Linked DNA regions of Astyanax mexicanus: region 2 is linked to region 1. A link is a contact called in public Hi-C data. All regions are on one chromosome and are shown on one strand. The core of a region is the stretch at or near the end of the contact, and the rest is flanking DNA. Distances in the headings are between cores, read along the strand shown. Region 1 overlaps rgmd (RGM domain family, member D). Region 2 holds the start of rgmd (RGM domain family, member D).

Evidence for each region. A called contact is a pair of places that touch in the nucleus more often than the background predicts.
Region 2: a Hi-C map of muscle shows a contact between it and region 1, with 8 times the contacts expected there. The contact joins the promoter of rgmd here to the enhancer-like site in region 1. A contact is called at or near these places in 2 of 3 Hi-C or Micro-C datasets (both in muscle).

The regions. Positions count from the first base shown.
Region 1 is chr16:24,308,345-24,314,892 of AstMex3_surface, forward strand. rgmd (RGM domain family, member D) reads right to left here. Exons shown (of 10, transcript XM_022669800.2): 9 at 4,317-4,828; 10 at 1,346-2,960. The coding sequence ends at 2,256. Among protein-coding and RNA genes, the nearest start is that of LOC125782168, 3.8 kb to the left of the region's middle. Within about 2 kb of position 2,872, the one cell type or tissue checked has an H3K27ac peak away from gene starts, as active enhancers do.
Region 2 is chr16:24,365,840-24,372,387 of AstMex3_surface, forward strand. rgmd (RGM domain family, member D) reads right to left here and starts at 3,727. Exons shown (of 10, transcript XM_022669800.2): 1 at 3,641-3,727.

The sequences.
Region 1 (6,548 bases), core at 1,622-4,121:
CCTCCACCAGTCTTACACACTGATTTTGGATAACTTTATGCCACTCCTGGTGCAATATATATTTATATTCTTATTACACACAGAGTGATCTATTTTAAGCATTTATTTATTTTATTGTTGATGATTTAAAAAATCTGTCTCAGAAAATTTGAATATTATAGAAGACCAAATGGTACTTTTGACAGTGTGGGAAGTGTCAGGTCCTGCTGGAAAATGATTTAGGCTAATTGTATTAGTTTCTAAACCTATACCGGGGTGTCTACTTTCTCTGTAAGTTTTAAAAAAGTATATAAATGCATATATCAACATCACACACACACATATATATATATATATATATATATATATATATATATATTTCATCAGCAGATGAATATATCACTGTACACCCATGCCACTTGATCAGAGAATCATGTAACTCACAGTCTGACATAATTTATTTAACAATAAATGTTCCCCATTGCCATTTTTCATTTGACTTAAGCAATATTTTAAGGTTTCCACCCCATCATAGCATAAACATTTTTTTGATATTTGATGGATAAAAAACAGCTTTATTCTGGTTGGACCGTCTAAGAAACAAAATAAGTTTTTTTAGAACAAAGAACAAATTCTCCCAGGCTCCCCGAAGAACCTTTTTAGGATTAAGAAAGCTCTCTGTTCAGAATGTATAATTTTCAGACAGGTGAATGTAAATAAATTGCTGCATGATATTCTCTATTTATTTTATATTGTTTTGTTCATCAGTCAATCCTGCATTATATCTGATTGGTTTAAGTTGCTTTTCCTTTTACACTAAGTTTATCATGGAAAAACATGACTAATGCAGTGTGTTTTGTACCTTTATCATACCTTGTCCAGTAGAAATGACAGCTCTAATGAGAAATTCCAAGCACAGAGACCATATTGATGCATTCCTAAATGTGAAAGAACCTCGGGTTTCTCCTATTATGCCTCTCCCTTGCCCTTATTTTCACTCTCAAAGGACAACATGTGAATTAAGGGAATCTCCCCTTGGCAACTGTTCCAGATGTTTAAACTTTTTTTTATTGTCCCCACAGTGGTTTGTGGTATACCTAATCATTTATGTATTTATTTACTCATTACCTGCTTGGGTAGGTAAACAACCATCTGTCTCCTGATTTGATTTCCCATGATTCATTTGCAGTAACAATTATTGTCCTTGGGCAAGGGCCAGAGGTGATTATGTCAGACAGTCTCAAATGCGTCGAAAAAAACGTAAACTTGGGAGCACAGTACAGCAGGCCATCAAGCCACATTATTTATACATAAGGCAACAAACCTACACATAAAAACTTCAGAAGAAGGCAGTAAAACAGCAAGATAGGTCGCAATATTTTGTTTTAATTAGGAAAAGAAGAGGGGTTACATATTAGTTACTTCTTACACAGTTTACAAAAATCTAAGTAAAACAGCTGCAAAACATGTCACATTTAAAATCATCTATACACAGAAGAATGTACACATTATACAACACATATATACACTCTTTCAATATATTATTATATAAAGAATTTGTTTCTTAACCTTAAACATTAATGCTGTAAGCAGAGCAGCTTGAAGAATTAGTGTTTTTTTTTTTTTTCATACAATACCTGTAGCTTTCTTTACGGAAATTCTGAACCCAGATCCAGACGTATGGATAGGTAGTATTTTCGATCAGTTGTTGGATCCCATTACATTAACTTTTCATTTGCTTTAAAAGGGTGGAGTGTAAGTGCCAAGTTTGATGTAGGAAGAATGAAACACTGTCTGTACATACCAGTCCATGACAGGGTAGTGTCCATGTCCATACTTCATTAACATTTAATCTCCCTGCAGTCTGATATTAGTGTGTATCATTTTGAAAGTTAAAATAGTATGTGTATTAAAAAGACACTGTCCTGCCAACTTGATAATGACGTTCAAGAACCTATTCTGATTAGCTGCCCTTAGCATTTGCAGACCGTAACGTACCCTTCAGATATATCTGTATTATTATATTGCAACACAATTCCACTCTGGAAAGATCACACATATAGTGTTAAGTGGCAATACAGATCACAGCCTTGTGAGTTCATATTTTTTGCTCTTGCAGTCTCTCGGGGTTCGATGGGGTTGTTCAAGCATAAAAAAATTGTTTGAATGCTTCTTCTAAAACTCAAACCATCCATAACAATTTAGAAAAAAAAAACAACAGAAGATCAAGTCTTGCAATCCAACCTTTCAAGCTCATGCCAGATAATCTGGTCACTTCAGCAAAAGAGAAACACCAAGATCAGAGCAACAAAAAGGGATGACGAAGCTGTGGTGGCTCCATTATAAATGTGTGGAGTCCGTGGTGAGCTTTGCTTGAGAGTGCTGGGTGGAAGTGCCTTCAGATCCTCCAAGGCCCCGTACGCAGCCATGGAGAACTCCAGATCTCCTGTGGTGAGGATGTCAAAGACGCAAGACTGGAAGTAAACGTCCTCCACCTGCAGAGTCTCTCTACACTTGGTGGTGGCACGTTCTAGCATATCTTTTTGAGCGGATAAACCTGGTTTCAGTTCTCCTCCACCACCATCCTCTTCCTCCGGTTCGTACCAGGAACCCAGGAGTCGCGGCGGACGCAGACCATGCTGTCGAGTGAGCACATGGGCCTTGATTACTTCACTGCGGGGACAGCCATGCAGGCACAGCTGCAATCCACCATTCTCCTCCGCCAGCTCTTCCGGGATGCGGATGGCGAAGGTTAGGTAGCGTCCCACCTGCCGCACAATGATTGACGCACCAAGGTAGCGGGCCTGGATCATCACCTGCCGTCCACCAGTGCTCCTGCTACCATCCTCCACGATATACAGGCTGCCACCCTTCCCGCCACTGCGTGTGCCATCCTGAAAGGCTGATGGCAAGTCCTCTGTGGTGGCCTGGTACACCTTTTGTTCAGTGCAGTCGTGGTACGATTTGAATATGACCGTTATCTGTGGACAAGACAAATGGGACTGGTGAGTAACAGTGAAAGCAGTCAATCACGTTTTTACACTTTGAACCCCAGGCTTAATATTCATTAACTGTCCTTAAGACTTAACTTCAGTAACCGTTGTGAAGATTACACAAGAAGTTATGTAATTGTACAAGACATTTAAATAATAAAATCACCAATCTAATGACTGCATTCAGCTACTTTAACTTTCACCCAAGCAAAATGATACTGATACCCAGCAATGCATTAACATCTAATAGAAAGCTTCCCCTGAAGAGCAAAGACAGTTGTTAAAAAAAAATGAGCAGGTATCGTAATACTTTAGTCCAAATAGTCCATATTTGTCTACAAATCAAAGCTTGACTTTGTGGTGTGAAGTACCATCTCACACCACAGTGTGGCAGCAGGAGAACAGAAAACAGCACACATGACAGGAGAATAACAGTATCTAACAACAAACTGGCAACTAACAAGAATTTTTATTCTCTTCAAGGCAGATACTACTTTTTTCCCCATTTTTCATCATATAAGGATTATCAGAAATGAATGTCAATAGAGAAACATAAATAAATAAAAATGTACATCATTCTGGACTGCTGTGTAACTATGGCTACTGATAGAACATTTCCAAATTACTGTCATCTACAGACACTTCATATCTTTGATATGTCATATTGAGATCAGTGACCTAAGGCACTTTCTCAAAAGTTTCTCCAAAAAAAACAAAAAAAAAAAAAACAAAAAAAAAACAAACCTGTAACAATCCTTGCAAAAGTACCAACTGTCCAACTGTATCAAACCATAACTGACTGCATTTGTGTAATTTCTTATAAATGCTTTCAATACAAAATACATTTACATAGGTCTGACTAGGAGCTTTAACATTTGGGAGAAACAAAGCAATACTTTTTATTAATTTCCAATTTTTTGTTTTTACTTTTGTAGAATAGCACCCTCCTGTGTCGTCTAAGCACCATTAATGAAATTATTTTACAGTGGAACGTGAAAACGATAACTGAGGTTTAAATGTGTTTTACTGAGGAACTGAGAGCAGCACATTCTACATAGTAAGATCATATCAGATTGGTATTGACCAATACTCAGTATTAATGTACTGTGACCAAAAAAGAAACAGATAGAAAGAAAGCCCTGTTCTGCTGACCTCATGAACTGACAGTTAAGGTAAAGTAAAAAATAATCTGCATGAACTCCACACCTGTCTAGTTGCAAGTGTTATTTTCTTAGACAGAAAGAAATGCTTGAGAAAGAAATGTTTCATTTATGTGAATTTTTTAAATAAAACTGATTGCGTCTATATATTTATTTATTTTTAAACTATGTACTGATTGCTTACCTTATTTGTCGCTGTTGCACTTGATCCTTCCACAACCGGTACATTTGTGACCTGTACTGACAGGTAGCGATTATGAATGAGGGGCCAAGCGCCCTCAACTCTGCATGTTTGGAACTCATCTCTGAATGTCCGCAAATGGGGATCCCCAAATAATCCACAGTGGCCATATTTCTTCTGCTGTGCCGCAGGGCCAGAGGCAAGAGCTCGGCTCTCGTAGTCACAAACGTCCACAACGGCTGGCCTGGAAGTGCTGGGGGCTTTGGCCGAAGACGTGGGGCCGTCGCTGGAGCAGTTGTGCTGGGCAAAGAGCTCCTTAATGCGGAACACAGCAGAGTGGTAGACCAGGTCTCCTCTGCAGCCTCGGGCTGTACGTCTGGTGCACAGGGAATAGGCTCTCAAGGCAATGCAATGGTCCACGTCTGTGAGGACCTCTTCCTGAAGGCCACCGGATGGAGAGAAAGAGGCCACATACTCTGCATTACACCTCTGGATCCGACATGTCTGACAGTACACTATGAGGAACAGAGAAAGAGGGTAAAGTTAAGTTGGCCAAAATCACAAGTGATGAATAGAAATGTTCTAACCATATCTAAAAGATAAATACCCATTTTTATACACAACACAACATACAAGTAACAAAGTGTATAACTAGTTATAGAAGAGTGAAGTGGTGAGGAAGAGAGAACCAATGTGGCCTAGGACCTTCAGTAAAAGTATGACAAATATTACAATGTGTGCTGTACAGTGACTGTAGATCACTAGCAAAACAGATTACACTTTAACTGCTTTCTATTTACAGTAGGATGGTCTAGCTTGTAGTTCATACTTTTGCAAACTTGGTTAAATCAGCTGTGCATAATGGACAAATACAGTATTCTCCAGCCTTAAACATGCAGGGATTCTCCATTACCTGTTTTGAGTATGTTTCAGGCCTAACAAGTCATGGGTTGTTCAAAACTGAAATAAAGCATGTTTGCACATTATAGCAACTTATAGCAAATATGAATGTAGTGTGCAGGGCCCTATAAATACTGCTTCATTAACCTAAAGTGAACTTAAAGTATGCACTCTAATTCTATATTATCTATGAAAATACAAATGAGACAACATTAGACATCTACTTACTAGCCCAGGAAAAAGAATGTGATTAGGAGATCCATAGTCAGTAACGGTGGTATGGTTTCAATTAAAGTTTAGAGCAATCTGACACTGGGTTTGGCTGATGTCAGCAAAAAAATCATGATCAGACAGAATAAACCCAATCAAAGTCAAGCTATACTGGGTCATCTCTAGTTTTGAACTCATTTCTCATAACAAAACAGGGTGTAACTGGAGAAGAAGTGTGGTGGGCAGCAATGAAAAAATGCATATTTTCATTTATTTTTTTAGGTTATACAGGGCTATGAATTTCAGTTTTCATTAGGTGTTTAATATGTGTTATAGTTATCTTCAGTATGCAAAAAAGCAATACTTAGATTAACTAAACACCTCTCTCTAGCATTTTAGTACCTGTGAATCTACGCAATAATCTATTATTGTGACAGATTTTCATATTTTAAAATGTGTGCATTAGATTAAAATGCACTAAACTGCAAACAAGACATGCATTATCATTTGTGGTAAAAGATAAACTGAAACATTTTTTAGGCTTACGTAGGGCTTGCTTTTTATACCCAATATATGTTTTAAACAAACAAACATCAGTATGAAGTTAACAAATATCAATACCACTGAGCAGCACACTTATCATACCAATAACAAGGTATCACATAATTTAAAGACAAAATAAAACCATCAGACCACAAACATGACCTCTGAAGTACGCATTCTCCAAACCAGAAATAAAACCAACAGTTCAAGCTGTACTTCACTAATTGTCCTTTAATGGCAAAGGAAATCCAAAAGTAATGGACATAATTAGCCTCTGCTTCTGGGAGGGAGCAATCAACTGATTGCACAGCAGCTCATTAAAACTGTAATAATAATAAAAAACAACCCTGTAGCAACACATAATGCAAAGAACATGTGGTAACATACAATGCAAATAAAATGCACAAGTAGTTTCAGACCTTAAAGACTGATATGCAAACACTAGCCCACACTTCACACAGTGGTATATGTTTAGTGCACTTTAAGGAAATGTGCAGCTGATCAGTTTATCTACAGTAAAAAAAAAGAAAAATTCAGCTAACATCAGAAAAGATGAAAATAGTGTGATTAGCAAGCTATTAT
Region 2 (6,548 bases), core at 2,477-4,976, 58 kb after region 1:
AGACTTCAGATACCAAACATGTCTTGCCTGATTGAACGCATCTGGGATGAGTAATATATCATGTTCATCTGCTTCTTAAAAGCATATTTTCTGTTTTCTACTCTAGATTCTAAGTTTTTTTCCCTAGATTTATCTCTCCAATGCATGAATCATTTGAGTGGATTTGTTTTGAACAGTGCACTGAGCTAGTAATTAAGAACCCTACTGAATAAAAAACGACACCAAGCTCGCAGTAAGTGCAGCTATTTGTTCGTGGATGACAGTGAGACAATATGGGAAACAGCTTTGTGTGCGAGTCAGAGAGGATGCATGAATAAATGCATGAATGCAGTGGGTCAAGGGCCACGAAAACAAGATGTGAATAGGATACCAGATTGGCGAATCCCGTGCAATTACTTTTCGCTCTGTCATCTTCATCTGCTTTGAAATTCGTCTTTTAAAGCAATCGCTCCCAGATGGCACATCTTAGATGTAATCGCTTCCATTTCGGCTGCTCTTTGCATCTGTGTGTGCGTGAGGTGCCATCTTCACTCCAGGACAAAACAGGCCAATTTTACAGACATCAGTTGGGCAGCAGTGCTTGGAAGTTGTTGCAAGACAATTCCGTGCAATAAATGAAAATGTTCACTCTGTTCACTAAATAATCATTCGCTCCTGTCCTTTTGCTCAATGTGAAGGCCACTGGTGGGCAGTGGGTGGACAGGAGGTGGAGAGAGATGCTGTTGAAAACAGTTTAACGAACACAGTGATATACAAAAAAACATTACAAGAAACTGTTACACTGTTAAGCATGGTGGTGGTTGCATCATGATCTTTTGGTCTTCATCACAAGTTGCTGGATGGATCAAAGATGTTTTGGGACTAAGCTAGATGGTGGTGAACACAATTGGGTGCACCAGCAGGACAATGACCCCAAACACACATCAAAGGTGGGTGTGGAATGGATGAAGCAGGCTTTCATTAGGCTTTTGGAACGGTCTTCCCAATGTCCTGACCTTAACCTTACTGAAAGTATGTGGGCTGCTCTTAAAGTCGGGTCCGTTTTTGTAAAAACAAAACTGTAAATCATACTGAACAAACTCTAAAACCTAAAAGAGTGCGAATGAAATGAAGGCCACCAATACATTTAATCTATTCTAACAAACTCATCCTAAGCAGTTTTATCCTGTGAGATTTTGCACAATGTTGACATGTATTCACTTCCTATACCTGTGTACTGCCCAAAGGTGAATCAACTGTGTTGATTCAGGATTGTGCTTTTCAGGCTAAATTAAAAATCTTCACTTTAAATGGTTCTTGAAATTATGTCACAGAGTACATGTAGTAGTATACAGCTCTCGAAAAAAATAAGAGACCACTTAAAAATGATGAGTTTCTTTAATTTTACCAAATTGAAAATCTTTGTAGTATATATTCAAGAGGTAGATGGATGATCACAAGGCATCAAACTAAGCTGAACTGCTTGAATTTTTGCACCAGGAGTGGAATACAGTTATTTAAAAGCAGTGTGTAAGACCGGTGGAGGAGAACATGCCAAGATGCATGAAAACTGTGATTAAACACCAGGGTTATTCCACCAAATATTAAATTCTGACCTCTTAAAACTTTATGAATATAAACTTGTTTTCTTTGCATTATTTGAGCTCTGAAAGCTCAAATAATTTCAATAATTTCATATTCATATAATTCATATATTTCATATAATTTCAAATTCATGCAGTTCAGCATCTTTTTTCGTTATTTTAGCCATTTGGAATTTTGTAGAAATGCTGTCCGTAGTTTATAGAATAAAACAACAATGTTCATTTTACTCAAACATATCTACTTATAAATAGCAAAATCAGAGAAACTGAAGTGGTCTCTTAATTGTTTTCCAGAGCTGTACATGTTCATCATAGATATTCACTACAATATCACCATAATAGTAGTGTAGTACATAAATGTAATACTGTAGTAATTTAATTACATTCAATTTCAAAAACGTTACAGACATCCTACCTTTCTTACAGATTGTGCGGCTCTGCTGCATATTGATTATTTTGATTATTGATAATGCAATACAAAAATATATAAGGTAAGAGGGAAGGATACTGAAGAAAAAAAAATATATATATATGTTTGTTGGAGGTCACATGGGGGACTTATGGGGGTCATGTCATCTTCCTGAAATGAGATGTGTATAGATCACAAACATCAAGACACCTCATCCCACAGGTACTGGGTGGATGCTACTGCTAGCAGTACTTCACTAGCTGATATGTTGTGATCTATGGCTGATGTGCAGCTGATGCAGAGCATTCCACTCAGTCTGGATGAATGATAAGGAACTATCATCTTTTGTGTTTTGCGATTTTTTGATTAAGCTATGAGGCTAATGTACAGTATCTTCAAGTAGTACTTGTTTTGGCTACGATAACTCTTTCAGGTCTAATTGATCAACCATAAATTATGCCGGTTCCCACCTTATAGTTTATGTCCTGCAAGTTCAAATCCATCATTACAGTCAGGGTCATCCAGTTGTCTCTGCAGGCCTAGCCAAGGCTGCCATAATAATGTGCCACTGGATCTGCAGCTATCGTGAAAGTGTCAGTTTGTGATCTTTATCACCAGACTTTGGACAGCGGGACTGATCGTGAAGCAGATTTGGGGGTCAGGAGGAATCTTCAGACAGAGAGGAGGGTGCGAGTCTCTCCGAGGGTTTAACCCCTGTCGCCCTCCGCCTTCTCCACTCTTTTATTCAGCACACTGATTTATGGGCACACGCAGGGGAGGAAAAACAACCGTGTCACTGCCGGCCCTTTGATAAATGACTCAAACCAGCAGTGTCTCACACTTGCCTCGGTCTGTCTGGCAAGAACACACTTCAACACATTTGGGTTAGACAGGATTCGTGGGAAATTTTGTATGCATTTGTTGTGTAGTGAATGTAAATTTCTATATCTCAAATATAGCGTGTAGCTTATAGACTTAATCAGAGAAGTATCTCAAACTGCTAGAATATTTCAAAAAATTAAACAGAAAAGAATGTCTGATTCAGAAATGTCTAAGCATGTTCATTTAATCCCTCAATACTTGGTTTGGGGGTAATTTCCCCTTTACTCTTGAGAAGAACCCATAGACTCTTAGGGTTCTTAGGGTTCAGGTCCAGTGAATTGGCTGGCCAATCAAGCACAGTTTCAACACTGTGTGCAGGTATCCTCAGTAAGCCTGTCAGCAGATGCAATCAGGAATTCCTCTTAATCTTCTTGTAAATGTTTTTGTTGACTTTGGACTAGATAAATCACAGTGAACCAACACCAGCAGATATCACCCCAAACCATCTCAGACTACATAAACTTCACACTGGACCCCAGACACCTTGAATTATGTACCTTTCTACTGTTTTTGCAGACTCTAAGTGCTTAAAAAGATAAGACACTTCTGACATTGTCTTTTGAAACCAGCCTCAATCAATTCATTGTAAGCCTCTGTTCTTAAATCGACTGGACAATTTTTGTAAATTCTTGACAATCATCTCAAGGTTATGGTTATCCCTGTTGCTCGTTCTACTTTTCCTATCACATTTTCTCCTTCCAGTTAACTTTCTATTAATATGGCTTGATACAGCCATCCTTCTCAACAATGATCTCCTGTGGCTTACCTTCTTTATAAGACGTGTTGATGATCGTCTTCTGGACAACTGTCAAGTCTGTGAAGAAGTTTTTCCCATGACTGTAGCTGCAATGTGCTGAAACAGACCAAGACATATGCAGTGTTAATTCTGAATAGAAAGTAATTAACTCAAATTTGATAGTAAATATTCTGATAATTGAAGATACTGGATATCTAATGTATACGCCATATTGATAAAATGTTAAACAAAAATGAAAACAAAAAATATCATGGAATAATGTATTATACAGTCAATTGTTATATTTATTTATTTTGTTGTTGTTACATATCTTGTGCATTCTCATGTGTGTTTCTTGTGGAGCTCCACCAAAGTTCCATAATGCAGTAGCAGTGATCCCTCTTATAATGTCAGTGGAGCATTTACAGGAGTTTGACATTTTACATTACTTTAAAGTAAATGTGCTAAATAATCTTGCTTTACCACTTTGCAAATAAGTTATTAGTTTATTGGCTTATTAGCATAAAATACTTTTTAGTCAAATTAGTAAAAAGTATTTTAATAGCTTCACCAAACATTACACCAGACCAAACATGCCATGACTGATGAGGTAAGCATTGCTTCTGTAACATAGCGGCTAAATGACAGTCACACAAACGGCTCAAAACAACATGCAATACAGTGCACACGGTGCACACCGAACCAAAACAATGGTGCTGTACTAAAGGAAGCTTCCCTTCTCTCTCTGCCCAGAACTTTTTCCCTGGTGCTGTTGCCCCACCCCTGGTTCTACCCCTAACCCCGGGCAAGCCTCTTCTCCTCCTCTCCGAACGAACATTCTTTGGAAAGTCATTTTATATCACTCTTTGAACGTGCACTGAACTGTAAAACCACCCCATTGGAAACAAAATAAAGGGATTGTGGAGGAGAGGGTAGAAGAGCAGGGAGGGGAGATGTGTGTGTGAGTGTGTGTGTGTGTGTGTGTGTTGGGATGGTGGTGGTGGTGGTGATGATGGGATGGGGGGTGGGGATGGTGGGGCTGAAGGAGGAGATTTATAATTCTTTGCAGGCCTTTGGTATTAACCCAAACACCATCACTGTCAGCGGCTCGGCGAGGGAGGTGCGAGGGGCAAACATTCAGTGTTAATTGGCACTTTGTAAGCGCTGAGCCTTCTTTTTGTGAGAGGTGGAGGGGAGGAGAGACACAGGGTGAAAGCAAGAGAGAGAGAAAGAGGGGGAGAGACAGAGAGACACACTGAAAGAGAGAGAGAGAGAGAGAGAGAGAGAGAGCTCTTGTTCTTGTTGGGCCTTGTTGAGGGTATTTACGGTTCACTTCTTATCCTTTGTTAATTGGTCTTTCACTCGTCTATGGAGGAGAGAGAGAAAGAAAAAGAGAGAAAGAAGAATTCATCCAACCCCCAACCGCCACCCATGCACCATACACTCTTAAAAATGAAGGCATTCTCTACAGCAATGCTATTCAAGAACCATCGATTGCAAAGATTAAAGAACCTTTCAAATGAATGTTTTTTTAAAGACCCCATGTCCTGCATTTTTCATGTATATTATTTATTACCCATGAAATCCACTTTTGATATTTGTCTGGGTTTCTGTATGAAAATCGTCATAATTTGTTTCCTATATGACAATTTCCCAACCCCCTGTTATTCTTTAGCATTAATCAATGAAACAGAATGTTTTCGTTACTACACAGACATGCCAAAATTCATGAGACGGCAGTGTTTAAATTGAGCATGAAATGTTTCTTCAAGAGATGGCTTCGAAATAAATGCCCACACCTGTAAAAAACTGTGAAGTAAAAATTGTGTTATCTTGTTGAGTTAGGTAAAACACTGACAATTTTACCTGTTCAACATCCAGAGATCACATCCACATTTATTCACATCAACATTCACAGAAGGCCCTTAAGCATATCCCTCAGGCCAATACATCATGCTTTAGCTTCCATCAGACATGGCATAAGTCATGGAACATGATAGTTGTTCCAGTTCTACGACTTTTGGCATGTCAGTGTAGGTAGCCTAAATTACTATTGAAAAGAAAGCCAGACTTAAACACATGAAAATAATACAAAAACATAAAAATCATGACAACCATTTTTAGAGCTTTAATTTAAGTTGAATTTAAAATTAAGTTGGGTTGAATTTAAGTTTGTTAAAAACACCTGTAAACTGAATCTGTAGAGAACTGAAGTGGTTCTCATATAGCATCACTATGTTTAAGAGTAGATGCAAGTGTGTGTGGCACTACTTTACCTCCAAATGTAGAGCAAAGCAACTTAAATAGGTGAGATACTAAGATACCACATAACTTGTTTATTTAAAAAAAGAGCAACATTAGAATTTAAGCCCTTTATTAAAAAAACACCTATCAAATGGTTCTGTAAAGTTCTGAGTGGATTATGTGCATTTACTTTACCAGTACTTCCAAATGTGTCGCAAAGCATCTTAAATAATACACAGAAATATAATTGTATTAGAAAACCTGTACTGGAATTCTGTCAGAAGACCAAAACACCATGCACACAAAGCAAGGCCTCAAAAGGCTCCCATACAACTGCCCATTGTCCGGACAACATTCTTTGTGCCCCAAGCGTAGGTGGACAAGGCATACTGATAACACAATGCAATGAATATTCTCGTAATCAAATGCGTGCACATGCACATTTCCACATGCATACAAACACAGTATTGCATCAATATAGATTTGAACAGATTTGCCTTCTGTTGTTGTAATATTGTGCTGATCAGCCATAACATTAAACCACAAGCCCTATGTTGTGTAGATCCTACTTTTGCCACAAAAACACAAAAAAGATCCCACCCATTGAGACATGGACTCCACCGGGCTTCTGAAAGTGTCTTGTGGTATCTGGCACCAAATAAGCTGTTAGCAGCAAATGCTAGCAGCTATAAGT